2 separate regions of the Sus scrofa genome follow, and region 2 is linked to region 1. A link is a contact called in public Hi-C data. All regions are on one chromosome and are shown on one strand. Each heading gives the region's core, a stretch centred on a gene start, on an enhancer-like site or on the middle of the called end of the contact. The rest is flanking DNA. Distances are from core to core; before and after follow the strand shown.

What was found. A called contact is a pair of places that touch in the nucleus more often than the background predicts.
Region 2: a Hi-C map of liver shows a contact between it and region 1, with 5 times the contacts expected there. The contact joins two enhancer-like sites. A contact is called at or near these places in 3 of 47 Hi-C or Micro-C datasets (alveolar macrophages, embryonic fibroblasts and liver).

Annotation. Positions count from the first base shown.
Region 1 is chr14:45,637,796-45,644,405 of Sscrofa11.1, reverse strand. The region is part of intron 2 of TTC28 (tetratricopeptide repeat protein 28); the gene reads left to right. Among named protein-coding and RNA genes, the nearest start is that of TTC28, 280 kb to the left of the region's middle. Within about 2 kb of position 1,590, at least 2 of the 83 cell types and tissues checked have an H3K27ac peak or open chromatin away from gene starts, as enhancers often do. A contact at or near this core is called in liver, where this site is marked.
Region 2 is chr14:45,733,426-45,739,433 of Sscrofa11.1, reverse strand. The region is part of intron 2 of TTC28 (tetratricopeptide repeat protein 28); the gene reads left to right. It also overlaps a transcript of CHEK2 not described here. Among named protein-coding and RNA genes, the nearest start is that of TTC28, 190 kb to the left of the region's middle. Within about 2 kb of position 3,018, at least 62 of the 83 cell types and tissues checked have an H3K27ac peak or open chromatin away from gene starts, as enhancers often do. A contact at or near this core is called in liver, where this site is marked.

The DNA.
Region 1 (6,610 bases), core at 341-2,840:
ACGTCTGTGACCCACACCACAGCTCACCACAATGCCGGATCCTTAACCCACTGAGCAAGGCCAGGGACCGAACCTGCAACCTCATGGTTCCTAGTTGGATTCGTTAACCACTGAGCCACGACGGGAACTCCCTGGGTGTCTTATTTTTACTGTAATCCTTCCTTGCTCCCCTTCCTCTAAATTATTTGCATTGTCTGTATGTAAAAAGTCCTGTATGTTATAGAGATTGGCAATCTGTGAAGGGTATACCAAGGCTGTTAAACAGTTTTCATGGATATTTATGTCCACCAGTCCTATTCCTTGTCACTTGCAAAGGCTATTATCAGCTACCTGCACTAACAAGTGGCTTTTAGTTCCTGCATAATTTGTGGCCCATTATCAGCCAGCTTGGTAAGTTGGTGAGTTGGTGTCACTGCTCCTGACTTTTAGATGTTTCCAATGATCATATAGTTGATCAGTGTTTTAGATAAGAGCTCTTAGCCAGCACATGTCTTCAACCCTGGCTGTTCAAGTTGCTGTCTGTGATCCAATCTGACATAGTAGAATGAAAGCAATGCACAGCCATTTTGACAAGGTTGGTAATATCTGGCATAAAGAATGAGGAACTGTGAGCTAATACATAGATAGTTAGACAAGCCCGAGTCAATATCCCAGATCTGCTACCTATTACCTTCTGACCTTGAACATTTTTTATTTTCCCTTCTGAACATTAGTATCTGCTTAGTAAAATGGGCTAATGTTATCTATTTCATAGATTGTTGTAGAGATTAAATGATACATATATGAAAAGCATCCATGGTTGTACCTTTTTGTTTACTAGTGCATTTAGTGTTTGTTTTCCTTTAATTTACATAAACCATCCCTATAACCAACTCTCACCCTGAATATCTAATAACAACTTACAAGGTTTTAAGGTAGAATGAGTGTTTCAGTTTAGTTATGTGAAATAGTTTCTTCCCTATGAATGCTGGCTTTTTTTCTGAAAGTTTTAACATTGAATGAATTCCCAATTACTTTAATAAATTTTGTTTGAAATGAAGATGATGGTCTGTGTAACTATTTAAGATCTCTTCAAACTCTGTAATTTTATAATTCTTTGTCTTTTTTATTTTTTATTTTTTTTTAATGGTCACACCATGATACATAAATGTTCCTGGGCCAGGGATTAAATCCAAGTTGTAGCTGCAACCTACACCACAGCTGCAGCAATGCTAGATCCTGAATTAACCCACTGCATTGGGCTGGGGATCAAACCATACCTCTGCAGCAACCTGAGTCACTGTAGTCAGATTCTTAAACCGCTGTGCCGTAATGGGAACTCCTTTGTCAGTTTTGAAAAACCAGCATAATATGCCTTTCTGGGTTTTAAGTTCTGATTTCTATACCGTAAAGTCTTTGGAAAAAAGTGTCAGCTTCACAAGAACTTTTTCTTGTTTATGTACCCAGAGTATTAATGTTTTTGTGATGATGTTTTCTTTTAAAAATAAAAACAACTAAAAATAAATTTCTTTGCCAAACTCTCAAAGTTCCTTTGCCTTGGACTTTGTGAGCAAACTCATGCAGATCCATAAAAGGTCATTGGCAGGCACCTTGGCTAATTCAGTGACTTTGGCTCTTTGAGAAGAGTGAGGCTGAGGGAAGTGGGAGGATAGGAGGGCTGGGAAAGGAGATGGTTCTAGACTTGAGGACTCAGTAGTCCCATTTACTATATAAGGATCTTTAGGGAATGATTACTAGCATTTTTCCAGCAGTTATCATTTTTCCTTCCTGTGAGTTTTTTATTTCAGGGTCATAGTTGTGGAAGTTCTATTAACCAGCACTTTATTGCTTGTAATATGACATATTCATTTGTGGTTCCAAATATTTGTGGCTCTTGTGGTTTTTTTGTTTGTTTGTTTTTGTTTGTTTTAATTTTAAATAGGTCTGAAATACCCAGGGCTATAGTTAAGGATAAAACAAAGAATGTCACAGTCACCTCCAAGGGGGAGAGCCAGTGAGTCCTGCAGGCTGTGAAAACTCAGGATACTGGCCCTGACAGCAGAGGTGCATATCAAAGGGATGATTCCAGGGAGCCCAGGCCTCTTTTGTTCCTGTTACCTGCCCTTTGTTGCAGAAACTCATATATATCTTAGTTCCTCCCTCCCCTCCTGGAAGGTGACATTAAGACCAGCTGTTTTAAGACAGGGATGCCCACTCTCACCACTGCTCTTCAACATAGTTTTGGAAGTCCTAGCCACAGCAATCAGACAAACCAAAGAAATAAAAGGCATCCATATAGGAAGAGATAAAACTGTCACTGTATGCAGATGACATGATACTATACATAGAAAACCCTAAGGACTCAACCCAAAAACTCCTTGAACTGATTAATAAATTCAGCAAAGTAGCAGGATATAAGATTAACATTCAGAAGTCAGTTGCATTTCTGTATACCAGCAATGAAACATTAGAAAAGGAATACAAAAATACGATACCTTTTAAAATTGTACCTCACAAAATCAAATACCTTGGAATACACCTGACCAAGGAGGAAAAGGACCTATATGCCGAGAACTATAAAACTTTAATCAAAGAAATCAAAGAAGATGTAAAGAAATGGAAAGATATTCCATGTTCCTGGATTGGGAAAATCAATATTGTAAAAATGGCCATACTGCCCAAAGCAATCTACAGATGCAATGCAGTCCCTATCAAATTACCCATGACATTTTTCACAGAACTAGAACAAACAATCCAAACATTTATATGGAACCACACAAGACCCAGAATTGCCAAAGCAATCCTGAGAAACAAAAACCAAGCAGGAGGCATAACTCTCCCAGACTTCAAGAAATACTACAAAGCCACAGTCATCAAAACAGTGTGGTACTGGTACCAAAACAGACAGACAGACCAATGGAACAGAATAGAGAATCCGGAAATAAATCCTGACACCTATGGTCAATTAATCTTTGACAAGGGAGGCAAGAACATAAAATGGGAAAAAGAAAGTCTATTCAGCAAGCATTGCTGGGAAACCTGGACAGCTGCATGCAAAGCAATGAAACTAGAACACACCCTCACACCATGCACAAAAATAAACTCCAAATGGCTGAAAGACTTAAATATACGACAGGACACCATCAAACTCCTAGAAGAAAACATAGGCAAAACACACTCTGACATCAACATCATGAATATTTTCTCAGGTCAGTCTCCCAAAGCAATAGAAACTAGAGCAAAAATAAACCCATGGGACCTCATCAAACTGAAAAGCTTTTGCACAGCAAAGGAAACCCAAAAGAAAACAAAAAGACAACTTACAGAATGGGAGAAAATAGTTTCAAATGATGCAACTGACAAGGGCTTAATCTCTAGAATATATAAGCAACTTATACAACCCAACAGCGAAAAAGCCAATCAATCAATGGAAAAATGGGCAAAAGACCTGAATAGACATTTCTCCAAAGAGGATATACAGATGGCCAACAAACACATGAAAAAATGCTCAACATCGCTGATTATAAGAGAAATGCAAATCAAAACTACCATGAGATACCACCTCACACCAGTCAGAATGGCCATCATTAATAAATCCACAAATAACAAGTGCTGGAGGGGCTGTGGAGAAAAGGGAACCCTCCTGCACTGTTGGTGGGAATGTAAACTGGTACAGCCACTATGGAGAACAGTTTGGAGATACCTTAGAAATCTATACATAGAACTTCCATATGACCCCGCAATCCCACTCTTGGGCATCTATCCGGACAAAGCTCTACTTAAAAGAGACACATGCACCCGCATGTTCATTGCAGCACTATTCACAGTAGCCAGGACATGGAAACAACCCAAATGTCCATCGACAGAGGATTGGATTCGGAAGAAGTGGTATATATACACAATGGAATACTACTCAGCCATCAAAAAGGATGACATAATGCCATTTGCAGCAACATGGATGGAACTAGAGAATCTCATCCTGAGTGAAATGAGCCAGAAAGACAAAGACAAATACCATATGATATCACTTATAACTGGAATCTAATATCCAGCACAAATGAACATCTCCTCAGAAAAGAAAATCATGGACTTGGAGAAGAGACTTGTGGCTGCCTGATGGGAGGGGGAGGGAGTGGGAGGGATCGGGAGCTTGGGCTTATCAGACACAACTTAGAATAGATTTACAAGGAGATCCTGCTGAATAGCATTGAGAACTATGTCTAGATACTCATGTTGCAACAGAAGAAATGGTGGGGGAAAAACTGTAATTGTAATGTATACATGTAAGGATAACCTGACCCCCTTGCTGTACAGTGGGAAAATAAAAAAAAAATATTAAAAAAAAATAAAAAAGACCAGCTGTTTTTATATCTAGGTCTTTAATCCATTCGGAGTTTATTTTTGTATATGGTGTTAGGAAGTCATCTAATTTCATTCTTTTTTATACTGTTGATGGGAATGTAAATTGGTGCAACCACTGTGGCAAACAGTATGAAGATTCCTCAGAAAAGTAAAAATAGAATTACCATTTGATCCAGCAATCCCACTCCTGCGCATCTATCCAGAGAAAACCATGACTTGAAAAGACACATGTACTCCAATGTTCATTACAGTACTATGTACAGTAGCCAAGACATGACATGGAAACAACCTAAATGTCTATTGACAGAGGAGTAGATAAAGAAAATATGGTACCTATACACAATGTAATATTACTCAGCCATTAAAAGTAATCATGGCATTTGTAGCAACATGGGTGGACCTAGAAATTATCATGCTAAGTGAAGTCAGTCAGACAATGAGACACCAACATCAAATGCTGTCACTTACATGTGGAATCTAAAAAAAGGCCACAATGAACTTCTTTGCAGAACAGATACTGACTCACAGACTTTGAAAACCTTATGGTTTCCAAATGAGACAGGTTGGGGGGTAGGGGGATGCACTGAGGCTTTGAGATGGAAATACTGTAAATATTTGGTTGTGATGATTGTTGTATAGCTATAAATGTAATAAAATTAATCAAGTAAATACAAAAAAAGACCAGCTGGTTAAAGTTATTTATTTTGATAGAGAAAGGTATTATGACTAATGTACTGAATAAAACTTCAGTCAAGGCAGCAGTATACTTCAATGGAAAGAAGCCAGTTGCTTTGAAGTTAGATCTGAGTGTGAATCCTCTGGTTTCACATGGGTCCAGGGCCTTAGCACCTTGGGAAGTGAAAGGAAAGGAAAAATCTTCACTTCCTCTTCCTAATTAAAGTCAAGGAGACACATTTTCTCACCCCTTTAGGAAACTTCCCTATCCCAATGAGCTATATCTTATTTCATGCAGATTATAGAATTAGGATGATCACAGTAACTTTGAGAATAGGGCATAAATGGAACGCTTGTGTGGTTTTTAACTGTAATAATTTGCATCGCTAATAATACTAATCAGAAGAATGGATTTGTTATTTTCAGTTGTATTTTCTTTAAACATTTCAGATTTTTTAGCATGTTAGAGACTTAGTCCTACAATTTCCTTAATGCTTTCAGATTCTTGGTTTGGCAAGTGGTATCATGATTTCATACTAATACTAGTAACAAGGTATTTGTCATGTGTTCATTCTTAAGCATATTTCAAAGTGACCTTAATATCTGATTTTTTGAATCAGATTAGAAAGCTGAGGACATTTTGAATTGAGCTTAGCTTATTTTATTTTATTTTTTTTACACAAAGTAAATTGGAGATTTGTTATTACAGGAATATTTTCTTATGTATAAAGTTTTAGAATCACTTGAAGCAGAGTGGAAAGCAGATGCTGAGAGCAGTGAAATGAAATAGGTAAAAAGTTCATAAAGGAATGAAATTAATACTGCATATGTAAATTTGGACAAATGGCACTTCATTTCTCCCATCTTTTAAAAATAAAACTGAATTTTCACTTCACAAATCACCCATTTTGGTGACTGGTTTTTGAATTTCTAGTGCCTATAACATGCAAAATGGAGTGTGAACCACTCAGACTTGCCCTCAGTTCATGCCCCTGAGCATTTTATAGAGTACACATCTCTGTCTAATGATAACAGGGAAGCTTGTTTGGGATTTGAGTTTAGTTTAAAGAAAGCATGGTTGAATTTGCTGTTATTTTCTTGGTAATATTGCTTTAGATAGTGTATGCTTCATTATTCTCTGGTCAGTGGCTCTTCTTCAAGACTCAGCTTGAAGGCACTTGCTGTAATATAGTCTAATTTGTCTAATATAGTCTAATTTGTTTGGAGTATAGTCTAACTTGTTTGGAATATAGTCTAATTGCTAAGTTGTGTTGCAAGATACCACATAATTTCTGGACCACTGATCACGGGATTGGTATACATGTGGTTAGCACATTCTTTCATAGGCATGGAGCACATGCCAAATGACTAGTAAAATAATAAGTGCTATTTGTTTGTATTGAATTCTATAATACAGCTAAAGAGTGTCAACTTAAAAAAATGCACAACCTGAAAGTTGAGAGTTAAGTCTTATTTGGGACAAAATTAAGACTTAAGTCCAGGAGACAGCATCTCAGGGAGCCCTGAGAACCCCCTTCTAGGAGGCAAGGGAAGACCTAGGATACATAGGAATTTTTCAGCAAAGCAGATAGCA
Region 2 (6,008 bases), core at 1,769-4,268, 94 kb before region 1:
ACACCTTTCTTCCCTATTTACAGTGATTTCTCCTTTTAACTCCTGGAATGCTATAGACATGTAGCTCATTTGTTGAACTGACTGAGGCAATATCTGGTTATCTTCTTATAGGTCTTCACTTCTATCCTAACTTCTTTGTAAATTCTTCTAGTGTGGGGACTTAGTTTTGTACCTTTCTATCCTACATGATGTTTTGCACCCAGTTGGACTTAATATATGTTTATTTTGTGAGGCTCTAGCCTTAGATATCAGCAGTAGGAATTTGAAAGTGGTGTCTAAGAAAGAAGTGAAAGGATTTAGTGACACATTAGACATAAGAAAGGATGTTTTAGTTTGTGATCCTGGAAGAATAACAGTGCTATGGATAGATAACAGGAAAATTAGGAAGAGAAATTGATTTGGGGGCAGATTGATGAATTTGATTTGGAATTTACTGAACCTTCCATGTTAGTAGGATATCCAAGCTAAGCTGTGCAGAATGATTTGGATACATATAGAGTACATATTTAGAACATATACACAATATTGGTTATTTGTGACTGCTGCCTGCAGTATGTAATTTCAAGAGCAAGCCTTTTACTTATATTTTTTAGTATCTGGAGCAGAGGTTGGCAAATAATAGGTGCCTAAATCATAGGCACTTAATAGTTTTATTGAGCAGAGAGGTAAAATTGGTGTGTAGCTATGATGCATGTCGTGGAAAGGGCATAGGCTCTAGAGTCAGGTCACCATGGTTCTGAACCACCTTCTATGTGTTGTAGTCTTAATTGATTGAGCAAATGACCCTTCTGAATTTTAGTGTCCTTATCTGGAAAACTGAACAATAAGATTTTCCTTCCAAGGCTGTGAGGTAATGAATGTAGGCATAGGTCCTGGCATAGAGTAGTGGCTTAAGGACTGGTACTTATTTCTTCATCTGTAATTGTTCATATTATTATCCGTAAAAGATAATAATTTCACCATTGAATTTCATACTCTTAGTCTTAGAAAGAATCTCAAAAGTAATTTGTGTTAGTTAATTGTTTTGGATATTTTAGTGACATTTATATCTGATATTGTTAGTGTCCATTCTGCATATAATCACCCACATCAGCCAATACTGCTTAATGTATTATAAAACTCTGAGAGTAATAAGTTACACATTGTTGGAACAATGGAGCGATGATGCATCAGTTGCTATTATTTTGAAAATCAGTTAGTATGTTAGTAGCTTAGGCTACCTATTAATTCCCAGCTATCAAAGTAGCCTCATGGTGGGATAAGAATTGCTAGGCCTGTTGGATGACAAATAATAGAATTATATAGTACTTTGTATTTGGAGATGTATCTCCTTAAATAGGATGGAATCATTTTACAGAAGATGAATGAAATCCAATTTCTATAACAATATTTTTTTATAATATTATTGCTAAATATAGAGGAGTGGAGTCCAGTCTTGATTAAAATTTTTATCTAGTCAAATACCTTAAATCTTTTTCCTTCAAAGTCACACTTTTAGATTTTATAGCCCTTTGGTTTAGAAATCTTTTCTATTCCTTTTTTTCTCCTGATATAATTCACAAATCTAGGTTGTTTGAAATGGTTTCCTGATTCGATAGGTCTGTTCTAGCTCTGATGCCTTGGAAGCTGCTGGGGGCCTCTGAAACTGTATGCTTGCTTTTACTTTTTTGCTTTGGAGCAGATGTCGTGGCACTAAGACCCAGAAACCATTTGCTCTGTGTGGCTGGAGCTGGGCAGGCTGTGCTTGCACTAAGGGAAGGAAGTCATTAGTGCAGACTGAGCTGTGGAGTTGGGTTCTTGCAGGATTTCCTTCCAGCCTTTCCCCACTAAGGTTCTTGGGAATTAAAAAAAAAAATCTAAACACACAAACCAAGTTTTCCTATTTACAGTGTTCAGGGAAGGTAGGCATTTCGGAAAGAGCAGATCCTTTCCCCAAGTTATCCAAGAAGGAAGAGAAAACAACAGCGTAAAGAAGCTCTGATTACAGATCTTTGGAATTTTCTTTGCTAAATTTTACAAACGAGAAATACACCCAGAATTTTGGGAATTGCTCCAGGCTGCGCGTGAGGGTTTGATTGCTTGTCTAATCTTTTTTGAGAAGAGGAGAATTCGCCAAAAGGGGTTTGGATGGCAGAAGCCCGGCTGGGTTTCTGCAGCAGCTTGCGTGCTCGATCTCTCTGAGGGAGGGTCTCTGTAGCCGGCTTGGAGACCCCCTGCCGCAGGCTTCTTTCGCAGACACTGGCCTGAGGGGAAAATGCTCCGCTCTGGCTGGAGTACGCTGGTTGCTGCTGGGACTTCCTAGCCCGGTGGGAAGTGTGATCGTGGTTTGGGGATACTTTCCATTGAACTGAAGGCGAAAAGACTGGACTCTCCTGGGCTTTCTCCCTTCACAGTGAATATGGGAAAGAATTAGGGGGTGGGAGGGAGGCAGCATGACTTGCAGTCGCGGCTGCCCTGCATCTGCCCCCAGCCCCCAGCCAGCATCTTGATGTTCCACGTATCGGCTGTACAAATATGATGAAATGGCAGCCCCGGAAGAAGGTAAGTGTCCCGGAATGGGGACGGGGCCCTGATGCCCGACTCAGGGAGGGGTGACAGGGGGCGGTTGCCCTCGGGCCCCTCCACCCCTTCCATAGTTTGCTGGCCGGGCAGGTCCAAGCAGATCTGTCCCTTTAGGTCTTAGGCCAGTCCCTTAGGGACGAGTTTACCAAGTCTGGTCTGCATCCACTGCCCTCTTAAGTTTTTCCTTCTTGGTATGCTGGGACTCTCAAGGGTGACAGCTCAGAAACATCCCTCTGCTTTAGAAGCCTGGCGGAACCAGCGACACATTAGCTTTGCAGGAGCCAGTCAAGAGCTGCCAGGGTCTAAGGACTCGGTGGCGCCTCGTCTATGGGGGCCATTTGGGGCTGTATCCCCGGCACATTCCAGTGTCCCCTCAGGTGGCTTTGTAGCACCTACTTCCCCAAGGGGTTAATAGGCTCTGAGCCGCTGGCAGCCGCTTCCCCAGGGCCCCGCTGGGGGGCGAGCATCCCTAGTACAACCGCCCAGCAGCTGGTTCCCGGGCAGGGGGGCTGAGGGGCCTCCAGTGTGAGGGCCGGGGGCTGGGCCTTCTGCCCGCGGGGCTCCTGGGCGCCGCGTGGGCCCGCATTGAGTGCACGCGCCGGCCATTGTCACGGGTGTGTGTGCGTGTCAGCGTGCACGGGCGTGTGTGCATCGATCGTGGGGAAGAGGGGGAGGGGGCACTTTGCTTTTTGTGAGATTATTTCCTAATATGGCTCCTTTGTTGAGAACTCAAGGAAAAAAAAAATCCAGTGGTTCTATGAAAATAAATTGCTATTGGTCCCAGAAATAACGTTTCTAAATGTGGGACCGGTCGCTACCCCAGGACGTTCAGGGAGAAAGACAGCTTTCTTCAAGTTGTTGGCGGCTGTAGCTTTGGTTAGGGCTCCCTTTTGCTAACTTGTCTGTCTGGCGCTGTTAGGTGAACCTAGTGGTTCCCTGCATAGCAGGACTTTTCCCCCTTCTTCAAATACCTCATTTGGCCGTGGTTTTTATTGACATTCTTCCGAAGGAAAACATAGCAAACTGAATGTGCTGTGCCCCTCCCCAGCAGTGACCTGTCTCTGTTAGCAGCTGCCTGGTGTTTTACTTTAACTAGCTAAACTGACTCTTTCTTTGTGGCATGATGTGTGATACCATGTTTTACATCAGAGATGAAATAGAAATCATGTGTGAAATGCATAAGAAGATATTGTGCATTTGTTTTATTACTAGAAAATCTAACAAACCCTCCTTCAGTACAGCCTGGTGAATTGAAAGATTTTTTTTTTTTTTTTTGATATCTAATTTGCTGCCTGAAACGAAGTCATTTCTACCTCATTCTGAAGTCAGAATCTCTCATATATTAGTTCTTATCATGGAGCTTCTTTCAGTGAGATTGGTTTCATTTATTTCAGTTAGATCAATACGTCTCCCCCCCCCCCATAAAAATCAGTTAGGATGAGGAGAACCCATAGAAGTAACCATATAATTAAGCAATTAAACAGATGCTGTGTATTCCTGAAGCCCTAACTCCAATTTCTTCTGTATTTGTAAATTACATATTTATGAGTACTTTTAAGATGTCTGCAAACTATACATTCATAAATGTCTGTTTTCTCTATTGTACCCAATATGCAGTAACTCATGTGGTTATGTCTGTGGAAACCCCTCTGGGTACTGGTATTGCTTGAACCACGGAAGTATTATTCTTGGCAGTCAGGTGTATTTCTGGACTCTGGAAGATTCTGTTTCAAGTGTTAGGATTCACTCTGCAGTATTTACTCACTCTCCGATGCTTAAATTGCTATACCAGAAGGTTGTGTTTATTCACTGTGTTCATAATCCCAAATCATCATGTTATAAGGATCCAGATATCCAAATTCTGCAAAGTTCATGGAAGATTAAAAAATAAGCTGAGCCATCAAATACTGTGTGATAATTTGGTGATGGCTTGAGAACCATTCCTCCTTCTTCTGCATGGGATTGGAATCTTCCTTGAAAGAGTATTCAACTTGGGTAGGGCACCAGTAAGCCTTTGCAAAGATTAGGTTCATTTTTTCACTCTTGCAAGAATATTCACATGATCAGATCATGTCGTGGTTTCTGGCTGGGTCTGCTAACACATTTGTAGTGGTAGAGTCACATGCCATGTGTTTAGTCAAACTGTTTCATAAAAACCATTTACACTGCAGATGATAAGTGATACTGCTTTGATGTGATTTTAACAAAGCTAGGAAGATCATCTTAGAATGCCGCCCCAAGCAGCATTTGCTATAACTAGGCTTATGACTAAGATTGGTTGGTAACTTGTTATGGTGCTCTGTCAGCTGCTACCAGTGCTGACTTTTGTAAATTCTGGACTCACTGTAAGAGAATGACCGTAGGTTCTAGGTTTCTTTGTTTCTAACTGAGCATGCAGTGGTGGTACAGGATTAAAGGGCTGAAGGGGAGCTCTTTACTCTTATTTCCTCTGCTTATTTTCTGGGTTTAAATAAATACTAACATTTAAGATAATAGGCTCTGGAGTATTCAATTAGAGTTTGCTACCTTTTCACAGAGAAGCCACCGGAACATGGTTAATCATGTTAGCCATAGCTTTGCTCCCTCACTTCTGGGTACTAACACCAAGATGCTCTTCTTCCCACTCCTTCTTGAAGAAACACAGTGATTTTATCTACCCCTGAATTCCTAGAGCATGTAGAATCTATGCCCTTTTAGGCTGGTTGTCCTTTACTGATAGTAACCATTTTTTTTATCTTAGCTTCAAGCTCCTTGAGTTCAGAAACCATACTTTAGACCTCTTTTTGGTGCCAAGGATAATATACTTGCTCAATAAATATTTATTTGATATAAAATTAATTAAGAACTACTCCTTTGTAAAACTTTTATTTTTAGGGTGGTATGAATTTTAAATGTAAAAAGGTTCAAAATATTTTAGTTAACTCATAGATATTAGATTGTAAGGGATTATTAAAGAAAACCAGAATATTTTGGCATTCACTTCTAATCTTTGGTAGATGACATTGGGGAGTGGGCAGCTACATTTTCCACACAATTTCCCTGGGCATTCCTTGTTAAGATACACTACTAGGTAGGCTCTTTGGATCAGGCTTCTGATCCAGTGTCACAATTTTTTCATTTGCATAACCTTCTTGACCTGGCAAAATATACTTTCCTCTGTTTTAACTTTAAGAGGCTATCATGCAACACATTATTTTTATCCTGTACTTACAGAAATGATAGTAATTAAAATGCTCATCTCATAGGAATATGGTTATTTACAATTTTGAAGTGATTTTTGCTCTTTAAAATCCAAGGATTAGTATCAGATAACACCGTGTAAATAAGACTACAGTCAAAATCTTCAGGAAAGCTGCTGCTGATTGGATTTTTTCATTGCCTATCTAATGTAGTTTTACTGTTCACACATAATAAAAGATCATTAATAGTAATATATCACATAAACT